Linked DNA regions of Zea mays: region 2 is linked to region 1. The links are chromatin contacts, called in public Hi-C maps. All regions are on one chromosome and are shown on one strand. The core of a region is the stretch at or near the end of the contact, and the rest is flanking DNA. Distances in the headings are between cores, read along the strand shown. Region 1 holds the start of LOC100275167. Region 2 holds the start of LOC103625957 (myosin-binding protein 2).

What was found. Hi-C and Micro-C count contacts between places; a contact is called where the count stands out from the background.
Region 2: a Hi-C map of bundle sheath shows a contact between it and region 1, with 3 times the contacts expected there. The contact joins the promoter of LOC103625957 here to the promoter of LOC100275167 in region 1. A contact is called at or near these places in 3 of 25 Hi-C or Micro-C datasets (bundle sheath, ear and leaf).

The regions. Positions count from the first base shown.
Region 1 is chr5:11,573,485-11,578,914 of Zm-B73-REFERENCE-NAM-5.0, forward strand. It overlaps LOC100275167, which reads left to right and starts at 1,410. Exons shown (of 2, transcript NM_001149321.2): 1 at 1,410-1,615; 2 at 1,738-2,637. The coding sequence starts at 1,541. The coding sequence ends at 2,346. LOC100502115 (coatomer subunit alpha-3) reads right to left here. Exons shown (of 3, transcript XM_008645994.3): 3 at 4,849-5,430. The coding sequence ends at 5,127. It also overlaps the pseudogene LOC113218514.
Region 2 is chr5:12,119,536-12,124,742 of Zm-B73-REFERENCE-NAM-5.0, forward strand. It overlaps LOC103625957 (myosin-binding protein 2), which reads left to right and starts at 3,882. Exons shown (of 4, transcript XM_008646357.4): 1 at 3,882-5,207. The coding sequence starts at 4,370.

The sequences.
Region 1 (5,430 bases), core at 160-2,659:
TCATAAACATCTAAATCCACACCTTTGTTCCAGTTCAGCAACGTCTTCTCTTTATTACAGATGTGCTGATCCAATTCAGTTTTCAGAGTATGTTGACAATCTGAATTTAGTTCAAGCAATACCTTCTCTTTATTACATATGTTTAAGCAGGTGCTTCATAAACATCTGAATTCAGTTCATCAATGTCTTCTCTTTATTACTGAATATTGAATTGAATATAAAGGCTTTCATGTCCCCAAATACAGAGAGTCTCCAAATTGGATATTGAACTGAATATAGAGGAATTGAATATATATACATTTGTCTAAGTTTTCTCATCAACAGGTGATACACAAGGGTTTTTCATCAACAAGTGGTCGCCAGAAGAACTGAAACATCAAGATGGCGTTTGCTTTTAGGTCATGCCATTCAGGAGATGATGCTAAGCTAAATAATCACATCTATGTGTACACTGAGACTGTTTTATTATGAGACTATGTTTTATTATGATGCACTGAGACTATGTTTGTGTACACTGAGACTGTTTTATTATGATGCACTGAGACTGTTTTATTAAGCAGTGTGGAGTTCTCGGCTGCTGTTCTCATTTTTAATGCAAGTGTGTTCAATGAGCAGTGTTCAATGACAAACAGTGTTCTCAGCTGCTGCTCATTTTTATGCAAACATTTGTGTCATAGTTCTCAGGTTGACAAATATTTTTATGCAAGTATGTTCAATGAGCAGTGTGGTGTTCAATGAGTAGTGTGCTGAAATAACACACCTGCTGAAAGAGCGGTGTGGAGTTTCCTGCTGGCCGCCAAAGAGCAGCAGGGGAAGGAGCCCCGTCCGGGTTGACCTGCCCAGGGAATCTGGATAACAGGGATTATGGCCCCTAGGTGCTCACTCCCCTGGGTTATCCTCCCTAGCTGCCAAAGGAGCCCTACGTGTCCTCTACTGCGAGATAGTCACGTGGGCCACCACCACTTTCTTCACGCCTTCTTCACTCGTTTATAAATTAGAGTCAACGGACATTCCTACGGTTTGCCGTCGAGTGTTTTGCTAGCGTTTATTTCTCCACCGGTTTCCACGAGTGAAGAAATTAGAATCCCCTATCTCCTTTGCATTGCATCCTACTGCGTACCATTTTTCCACGGCGCTCCAGTGTCCTAGTTTGGCCGGCCGGGGCCGGGGGGGACGTGTCAACAACCACGGTCGACAGCAGTCAGCGGGCGCCGCGCCAGCAGCAGCGCCGAACGGTGAGCCGAGCCGATCCGAACCCACCCGTTGGAGCGCGAGCGAGAGCGCCCGCGGGTCACGGTCACCCCCGGACCCGGTACCACGCGCGGAACATCCGACAGATTCCTTGTCGAAACTGTACTTGCATTCCATTGAGGCCCGCCTCAGCGGCAGCGCCCTTCCCAGTCTCAGATCCGCGTCGTCGCGGCCCCTCCCCCCTCTCCCGTGCGCTGCGCCCCCAATTCCCGCTCCCCACGCACCCAGACACGCCGAGCGGGAGAGGAAGCGACAGCCAGCAGCCGAGGCGGCCAGCGCCAGCGCAGGCATGACCACTCCCACTCCCAGTGGCGACGGCTCGCCCCCGGGCTCCTCCGACCTCGTGCCCCCTTCCTACCCCGAGGCAAGCCTCCCTCCCTCCGTTCCAACCCTACCTCTTTCGACTCCTCTCCGCTACTCCTTTCCGCCAGATCTGCGCCGATCTGCGGAATCGACTGACCCGTGCGCCTGCCCTGGCTGCTGCAGATGATCGTCGCCGCGATCGCAGCCCTCGCCGAGGAGAACGGCTCCAGCCAGGCCGCCATCGCGCGCCGCATCGAGGCGCAGGCCCGCGGCGACCTGCCGGCCTCGCACCCGGCGCTCGTCGCCGCCCACCTCTCGCGCATGTCCGCCGCAGGGGAGCTCGTCGCCGTCGCGGGGGGGAAGTACGCGCTGCCCCCGCCGCCGGCGCAGCCGGCGCCGGAGTCACCGGCTGACGACGGCGAAGACGACGACGACGACGACGACTGCGCCGACGAGGTGGACGAGGAAGAGGAGGCGCCGGAGCCTCTGCTCGTGCCCGTGCCTGTGCCGCAGCCGCCCGCCAAGCGCGGGCGTGGGAGGCCCCCGAAGCCGCGGCCCGCTGGCTTCCCCATCGGCGTCCCCGGAGCCGCTGCGTCCCCCGCCGCCGCGCCGCGACGGCGCGGCCGCCCTCCCAAGCCGCGTGACCCGCACGCGCCGCCCAAGATCCCGCGCCCGCGCGGCCGGCCGCGCAAGAACCCGCTCCCGGAGGGGATGGCCCCGCGCCCGCGCCCCGGCGCGCCGGCGTCGGCCAAGGCAGCGCGCCCGCAGTTCGCCGAGGTCGGATTCGTGTGACGCGAGGGGCTCTCACCCGCCGCGGCGAGCTGGCGCAAGCTAACATTCTGCCCCTGTTTCAGCTCTTGTCTGTCTGATGTGGGTCTCGTCTCAGTTCGTGTGTTGCTGTCTAATCCGGGGAGGGTAGGGGGGCAGGAATATGAATGGAGGCAACTTCGTCGGTGTGTTGGTGTCTGTGTAGTCTCTACGTTAGTATTGGTGGGTGGTGGCCGGAGTGGTGTGGCTCCGGCGGTGTATCCCGTGTCTCCTCGCCGCGTTCGCGCAATCCAATGCAGTTGTCTGATCGTTTCATTTGCCTGCCTTGTCTTGTGATTCAGCCAAAATCGCAGTGATCTCGCAGCTCTCTTGGCCGACGGGTAGGTTGTGTTCTACTAAAGCTCGCATGGAATATGCCTGTTTAGGGCTTGTTCGGTTATTCCTATCCCATGTGGATTGGATGGGATTGGAAAAAATTGTGAACGATTTTGACTTGTTTGGGATTGAAACCCATCCAATCCCACCCAATCCACATGGATTGAGAGTTTTTTCGAGATTTGCTATCAGCCTGTTTCGATCTGTCGCTCCGTTAGTGACGATGTTGCTCTGCTGGGTGTGTCACTTCACGCCCGTTTGTGACACACGACACGGCAACTGTCTGATGAAACGCGTGTGATCTGTTGACGTCGAGAAGCGTCCTTCACAGGACAAGCTGATCACCGGTGGTCTGTTATCACAGACCTGGGCTTCTGTTCGATGGCGACACCGACACTGGCTGCTCCTAGGTTTCATGGAGGCCCCAAAACGGCAGCTACAGCAGCAGAAGGCAGTTGAATAGAAGGCTCCATTTGTTAGGTGCCTGAACATGACACGTTCTGATGCTTGCCTTGTCTGATACGCAACTTGCAGCTACTGGCTGTGATGTTTTCTCGGGTAGTCATGTAGCTTAGGATCACGATAATTTCCGCTTAGAATTTATTCGGTTATTCCTATTACACATAAATTGTATATGATTAAAAAAAATAAAAAGTTTGACTTACTTGGAGTTTAAATTCATTCAATCTCACGCAATCCATATGGATTGAGAGCTAACCGAATAAGCTCACGTCCGTTCCAAAACAAATGCACTTTTATGATTGGATAGACCACTAGAGAAATTAGGTAGAGAAAGTGGTGAAAGCAACTAGAATTGTATTATACTCCCTCTTAATATACTAGTCATTTTAGGCTCTTATCTTTTGTCTATATTCAATTGATGTCAATAAACCTAGACACATATATAAAACACATACATCAAATATTGTATGAATCTATTAACACTAAAAAATAAATACTATTTTAGGACGGATGTAGTATTAAAATATATTTTAAACGTTAGATATATGTATTTATTTTGAGACGGACTGGGTGGCTGCTCCAGTGTGGCGGCCTTGAAATTAACGGAGTTTGTTGGGAATTTTCAGCCTGGCTGCAGTACAGGCTGTTCGGCCGTCGCCTTCAATGTTCCTGTCAGTTCACCAATACTCATCAGTTGAGTTTTCAGGAGAATGTGCAGTTCCTTAACGAGAGTTTTCAGGAGAATGTGCGTTTTGAAATCTTTTGTTGTTTTGTGGGAACGAGAGTTTGGTGAGACGAGAAACGAGAGTTTAGAGAGGCAACTTGCACTAATCAATTCCGTGTGTGTGTGTGGTGGGGTGGGGGGGGGGGGGGGGGGGGGGGGGGGGAATGTGCTTTAATGAGAGACTAGCATTAACGCTACTATCTGAAAAGATGAAGCGAGGGGTTAATACCGGCGGTAGCGTGAGTGAGGGGAGAGGCGGGTGCAGCGGCCGGCGGGGTCAAAGAGAAGAGGGAGTGATCTAAATAATATTGTTTATTAGATTTAAGTAAGAGAAAAAATTATTCAGTGATTTAAACCGTAGTTTTTAATGATGGATTGAGTTTGTGTTACATCTGAGTGTTATTTATTTGATGAATTTAGTAGTGGTTGTAAATATGTAGATAATTTGGTTGGGTGTTTTTTAAAAAGTTTAAAGTGATGGATTATATAGTGGTATAGATAACCTCATCGTTTATCATGTTTTATTGTTTACTAATTTCATGCTTTAATCCCACACACCAAACACAAACCATGAATGTAAATCCATCTTCAACTGCCTCTCTTATTTCCCTCTCATGAATCAAACAAGAGATTGAAGACTTATCGATTCACCGTTTATCCATATGGATTGAATGATATTGGGTTAGTTTAAATTCATACAAGTCAAAATACATCCTAATCCATCTCAATCCACCCCGACCCACATGGAATGGAAATAACTGAACAAGTCCTAACACTGAAAGTCAATTTCTCACCTTAACTCTTGTCAACTCTCACCACTAATTCCCATGTCTCTTCGTGTGTACTAAGAGATCTGAGATTGGCACTCTAGCATGTAAACTCTTTCAGGCTTGAGGAATTTTGACGTCACATTAGCCCGCCTAGCGAGCAGAGATCACCTCCAGACTAAAAGCAAAGCTGAGGCATCCCAAAAAAGATTTTTGAAGAACGAAAGAAACATCTCATACATCAATTTCCAGCATATTGGAAGTCGATCAGAAATCTAAACCATACGGCAGGTGATGACAGCAGCCCCTAAGGCAAACAAAAATTATGGTAACAGAACAAAAAAGAAAAGAAAAACTCAACAGCATGTATAATACTTATTCCTTACAATCAGTAAACTCTCTGGTAACATATATATGATGAAATCTTGGAACTTGAGACGCTAGAAAGAATATAGGGGACCTCTAACTACCATCGCTTATCTCGACTGTGTAGGAGAGCAGAGGAGGCCTGATGCATCTGCCCCAACCGCAGCAAGCTCGCATATGGTACAAAGCTGTCCTTCGATGGAAGGAACAAATCGGGATCCACAGTATGGGCACGAAACATCCTTTTGGCCACGATAGATAGGAACATACGTAGCGCCACAAACAACGAATGGATTTCTGAAGTCATAGTTCAGTTGGTGGGAATCGTCCTTGTCATGGCAAGCTTGCAGCACCTGTCGGGCCTTCTTTGCTTGGGCCTCCTGAGGGCTGTTCTCAAGAAGCATCCTAGCAAAG
Region 2 (5,207 bases), core at 2,632-5,131, 550 kb after region 1:
AAGCGCTTCCTCGCTTGTCTGCAGCGCATCCACACTTCCACCCCACCACGCCACCGGCAGCGCCCGCCTGCTCCAATGGCTTCTCCTCATCCCCGCCTGCCTGCAGGCTGCAGCCGCCTTCCCTCTGGGCTAAACGGAGCTCCATCAGAGGACGATGGAGCTGCTTGGGCTGGTGGATAGGAGTGGTGGGATAGCGCCCTTCACTTCGCTCCTGGCGGCGGTATGTGGGAACAAGCTCCAAGGATGTGACAGTCTCCTCTGCGTGGTGCTTTCAGGGCTGGTCTCCTCCTTGCAGGCAATACAAGGTTTTGGGTGTGTGGGTTCTAGTGGTACCATGGCGTTGGCCCATTGAATCCATGGAGGAGCAGGTGCTCCATCACCTTGTGTGGGCAGTGGTGCCAGAAAGGCAAGATCATAGCCATCTGTCCGTTTTGCTGGTATTGCGGCATCTTTGACCTGTTGTGGTGCAGGCTGCCGCCACCACCACCATGATAGTTTTGTTTTCATCCAATTAATTTTGTTCTCTTTGTTTTGTTCATACTCATTTGTGCTATAATAGGAAGAGGCAGGCCGCAGGTGTGGTTTGGTAGATATCCAGAATGATATGCTGGAGCGGGAGACATCCCTGACATAACATTGGGAGCAGAAGAGAAACTGTGGACATCACTGCAACCTGAGGTGAGAGCATATGTTCAGTTTGGTAGTGTTCACTTTAATTAGATCTAAATTGCACTCAGAAGTTTCAATCCGTTTCTTGGAATGGATGGGGATTATTTCAGCTTGTGAATATGTTCAGTTTGGCTTGCAGTACCAGTGCTACTTTGTTTGATTGAGTACACTAGTGTTTAGAGTTGTGAGCTGAGCTGCATAGAGCTAATGTAGAAGGATCCAATGCATGTTCAATGTTCCACTGGTTAAGATTAAGACTGCAGGCACTTGTATGTTTCTATATATAATCGACCATGACATGTGTGATAATTATACAGGTAGGAATACCATGCAGATGCATTCGCTGGTTGAGTGCTATAGTTGGGACCAATATCAAACTTCTGTACTTGCAAAAGGTGAAAATAATACATGTTTATTCCAGAAGGGCGGGCTTGGTGCAGCGGTAGAGCCTACCGTCTGTAACCGGAAGGTCCCGGGTTGGAGCACCAGTCTCTGCATATTATGCGAGTAAGGCTTGGCGCTTAAAGATACCCTTCCACAGATCCCGCACAGTGCGGGAAGCCTACGGCACTGGGTATGCCCCTTTTTATACGTTTACAGTATAATATGTGGAAGCCAATATTTTATATCAGGGAAAAGAAGTAGATTCCACCGTTCATTGCCGATTGAACAATAATGTGTATAAGTAGTAAGATATGTCAGTCTAATTTAGCACAGCTACACTGTTAGTAATGGACTTTAAGCGTCTATCTAACGACGAAAATTTTGACAGCTTCCGTAAATGAGCAAGTACAGCATAGCAGAATTTTGTCTCTTGCGCTCCGAGGAAAAATATCAAGAAAATTGAGAAGAAGAGGAATTTGTTCCATGACTACAATGTGATTAGCTCCTCTCCTCCCAGCTTGTTTTCAGATGGTTCCAGTGTTGAATATGTTCTACTTTAAGCAGGAAAGCAGGCAACTAGACAATCACAAAGGTACAACAGGTCATCTCCAACAGGCCGTGTAAACGCCAGTGCAAAATACTGTTTTACACTGTAGATTGCATTGTTTGCAGAGTGAAGTTTGAAATAGTGAGTGAGATAAGGAGCAGGATAAAGAGTCTGCTGGAGATAGTCTTACACCACACATCAGGCCGTGGCTGCTCTCCCCAATTAGAACAATGGAACTGGCAATGAGACGAATGTGGACTGCAAAATGGCAGTGCATTGCAGCAGCAACACCCAATGGCAAATGCTGTGCTGGACGTATTTGAGTGCCTGAGGGACGCAAAGGTTAACAGGATATCAATGGTGACCATGTGGATGGAGGTGTTGAGGAAAGCGAGCTTGCCAAGCCGTGGAGAGTGCAGAGGATGGATGAACTTGACGTCTTAAGCCGGAGGATGGACGGGACTTGATTTCTTAAAGCCGGAGGTTGAGGTTGATGCAGGGGCTGCGCAATGAAGCAGATATTTTGTTGGCTTTTTGGTGATGTGCTGCTGCCACCCGTTGCCCATATGTTACTACATGTATTGAAGTTAGGCTGGCTTTGTTACGTCTTCGTCAGTTTTGCTCTTACCTTTCCGGTCTAGAAAGCCTCGGGCTATTATTTCCGAGTTTAACAATTTGAGCAGTACTAATCTACGATTACTGGATTAGCGTTGCTGTTCGCATGTCTTCCTCTTGTTGATCGCTGCAGATGATAACTTTATTCATGTTCTTCAGGCTTTCACATTCCCAATTAGAAGCTATTGTACATATAACCATTGAAAGAATGATAGAAGCTATTGTACATATAACCATTAAAAGAACGATGTCCTATTTTTCTTGTAAGCCACTTCTGTTCTGAACGATTTCCCCTAGCATCTCAAACTTCAATTTTGTCTTCTGCTACAACGAGTTCACCGTCGAGATCCTTGTCGCTGGCAGGTCTTTCGCAATACCTCCGCGTGGAGCTGGGCGAATTCATGGCATTCATCACGGTGAGCAACATCCTGCTCGAGCTGAGCACAAGATCGGCTCCGGATAACCTCCGCCACCCGCGCCGACGAACAGCGAGCGGTCCGCCGCTAGCCGCAGGGGAAGAGATGAAAAAAAATTACTCACTAGTTCTGGCATATGCGGTTGCGGAAGCACCGGGGAGAGATGAAAATTTATATTGATGGGTGAAAGTCAACCCTTTCGTTGGCTTGAGGCGACAGGCAAAAATCATGAAACCAAACGATAGACAGGCAAAGACCAGGCAGCTGTCGATCCAAGCCGTGGAGACGACTGGATGATCTGATACATTCAAACGGGACAAGGACAGTACGGACAGTTGGGTGTGGTTGGTTCGAGTCTCGACAAAAATTGCAGGCAAAAACTGCTCCAGGGGCAACAGTTGCCTAGCCGGGCGGACGACGACGAGCAGCCAGGCAACTCACCAACCAAACAGATAAACAGAAGCGCAGGCAGGACTGCAGGTCCACTTTGCCGTGCCGATTCCGTGTTCCGACGCTTTCCTCCCGCTCGCGGTCGCGGTTGCGTCGCGGATAGGGTGGACAGAAAAAAAAATCGAAAAAAAATGAGCCCGTCCGTCCAAGCCGCAACGCGATGGTGAGGGTTGGTGACCGACCGGACCGATCAGCCCGCCGGCTCGCCGTCCAGGTGACGCAACGCCGGTCCCCGGAAAAAGACAGGCGCGTAGAAATCCACCACTGATGCTGATTGCTGAAACGGAAAACGGGAAAAGAACGAACGAGACGGTCCTCCTGCTACTGGACACCGCGTACTGCGTCCTAGTCTACTATGCTAGTACTGGACGACGCTGCGTACTGCACTATGCTACTGGCACACGCACCAGAATCTAGCTGACGCCGTAGTCATCATCGTCGCTTCCTTCCGTGTTCACCTTCAAAGATGCTCATCGGCCAATGGCGGCATGACGCACTGAAGGAGGACTCGTTTCCAACGGCAAGAAAAGGAACCGTAGTTACATGTTCAGTCTAGGGCTCTGCTTGCTTTTACTGACGTAACTGACCCTTTTTTTCAGTCGCCGGCGGGCTAATTACCACCGACTCACCCACTAATGCGAATTACTGACTCAGCGCCCGTTTTTTTTCTTTCCGTTTTCGCGATATTTCTCGGGTTCGAAGTCGCGCATCCGGCATCCTCACCTCCCTGGAGAGATTTTGATATTTGCCATCAGCAAGAAACAGGTTTGTAAAATTGCCATTAGACCCACATTTCATAGACCCAGCTGGACCCACAATTCATAGACACAGTGGTAATTATAACAGGAAGACAATATTGTGAGTGGCAAAAATCCAATTATCTCCGCTCTCGCAATCCTGTCATTATCACTAGTCCCCGCCCCACCTCCTCTCCCTGTAAAGATTTCGTTCGTTCCTCTTCCGGGTTCCTGATCTCGGTCTCGGTCCCCGATTCGACCTGTGGAGTCTTTCCTGCAATCTGTAGCAGTAGCACGTTGCCTCGGGAGGAGTTTGTGCGTTCCTCCAGAGGAGCCGAGTCCGTCAGTGGTCGCTTGCCACTAGCGCGAATCACGTCCGGGTTGCGTCCTCCACTCCGTGCCAATCTAATTCCGGGCGCCCGGGGAAGGATTCGGGACGGAAGGCACTGGTTTCTGTGCTTCCTTGGATTCCACGGTGAAACCAGCCTGCGTGGTCCGCGCCGGCTCCCACCGCATTCCGGCGAGTCCCGAGTAACCTCGCTGTGGGGGGGATGGTGTCGCAGGCTCCCATGGCAGGGGCGGGCGCGGGCGCGGGCGCCAACCTCACCGCGGCGCTGTGCAGGAAGAGCAACCGCGTCGCGCGGGTGCTCGCGTACGCGCTGCTCGAGTGGGTCCTCATCGCGCTGCTTCTCGCCGACGGCGTCTTCTCCTACCTCATATCCCGGTTCGCCGCCTTCTTCGGGCTCGCGCCGCCGTGCGCGCTCTGCTCCCGCCTCGGCGTCGACAGCCTCTTCGAGACCCACCCCCGCCACCGAGGCGTCGGCGCCGAGCCCCTGCGCCGCTTGCTGTGCGACGTGCACGCCGCCGAGCTGTCGCGCGTCGGGTACTGCAGCGCGCACCGCCGGCTCGCGGACGCCGGGGACATGTGCGAGGATTGCGCCGCCGCGGCGGCGGCGGCGCCCGGGAAGGCGTTGCTGTCATGGATGGGCCAGAGCGAGCTCGGCGAGCGGGACCTCGCCTGCGCCTGCTGCGGCGTCGCGCTCGAGAGTGGCTTCTACTCGCCACCGTTCTTGCTCACCGCGTCGGCGCCCCGTGGCTCAGATTGTGGGCACAAGGAAGAGGAAGAGGCAGCCAGGCCAAATGGAGACGTGGTCTTCGTCTCCGAGGAAGGTCCTGTGATCGAGCTTTTCGACGAGAAGCCATTTGTGGAGGGTGACTCAATCGGCGTCTTGGCTTGTGGTGCCGAAGTTGTTGCCAATGTTGAGCGGCTGGTGCCTCTTGAATCAATTGACTCGTTGCCCGTCGCCATGGCCACCATGTTATCTCAATCCGGTGTTGAAGGAAAGGAAGCAGTTGATCATGATGATGTAAGGCAGAATAACGTGGATA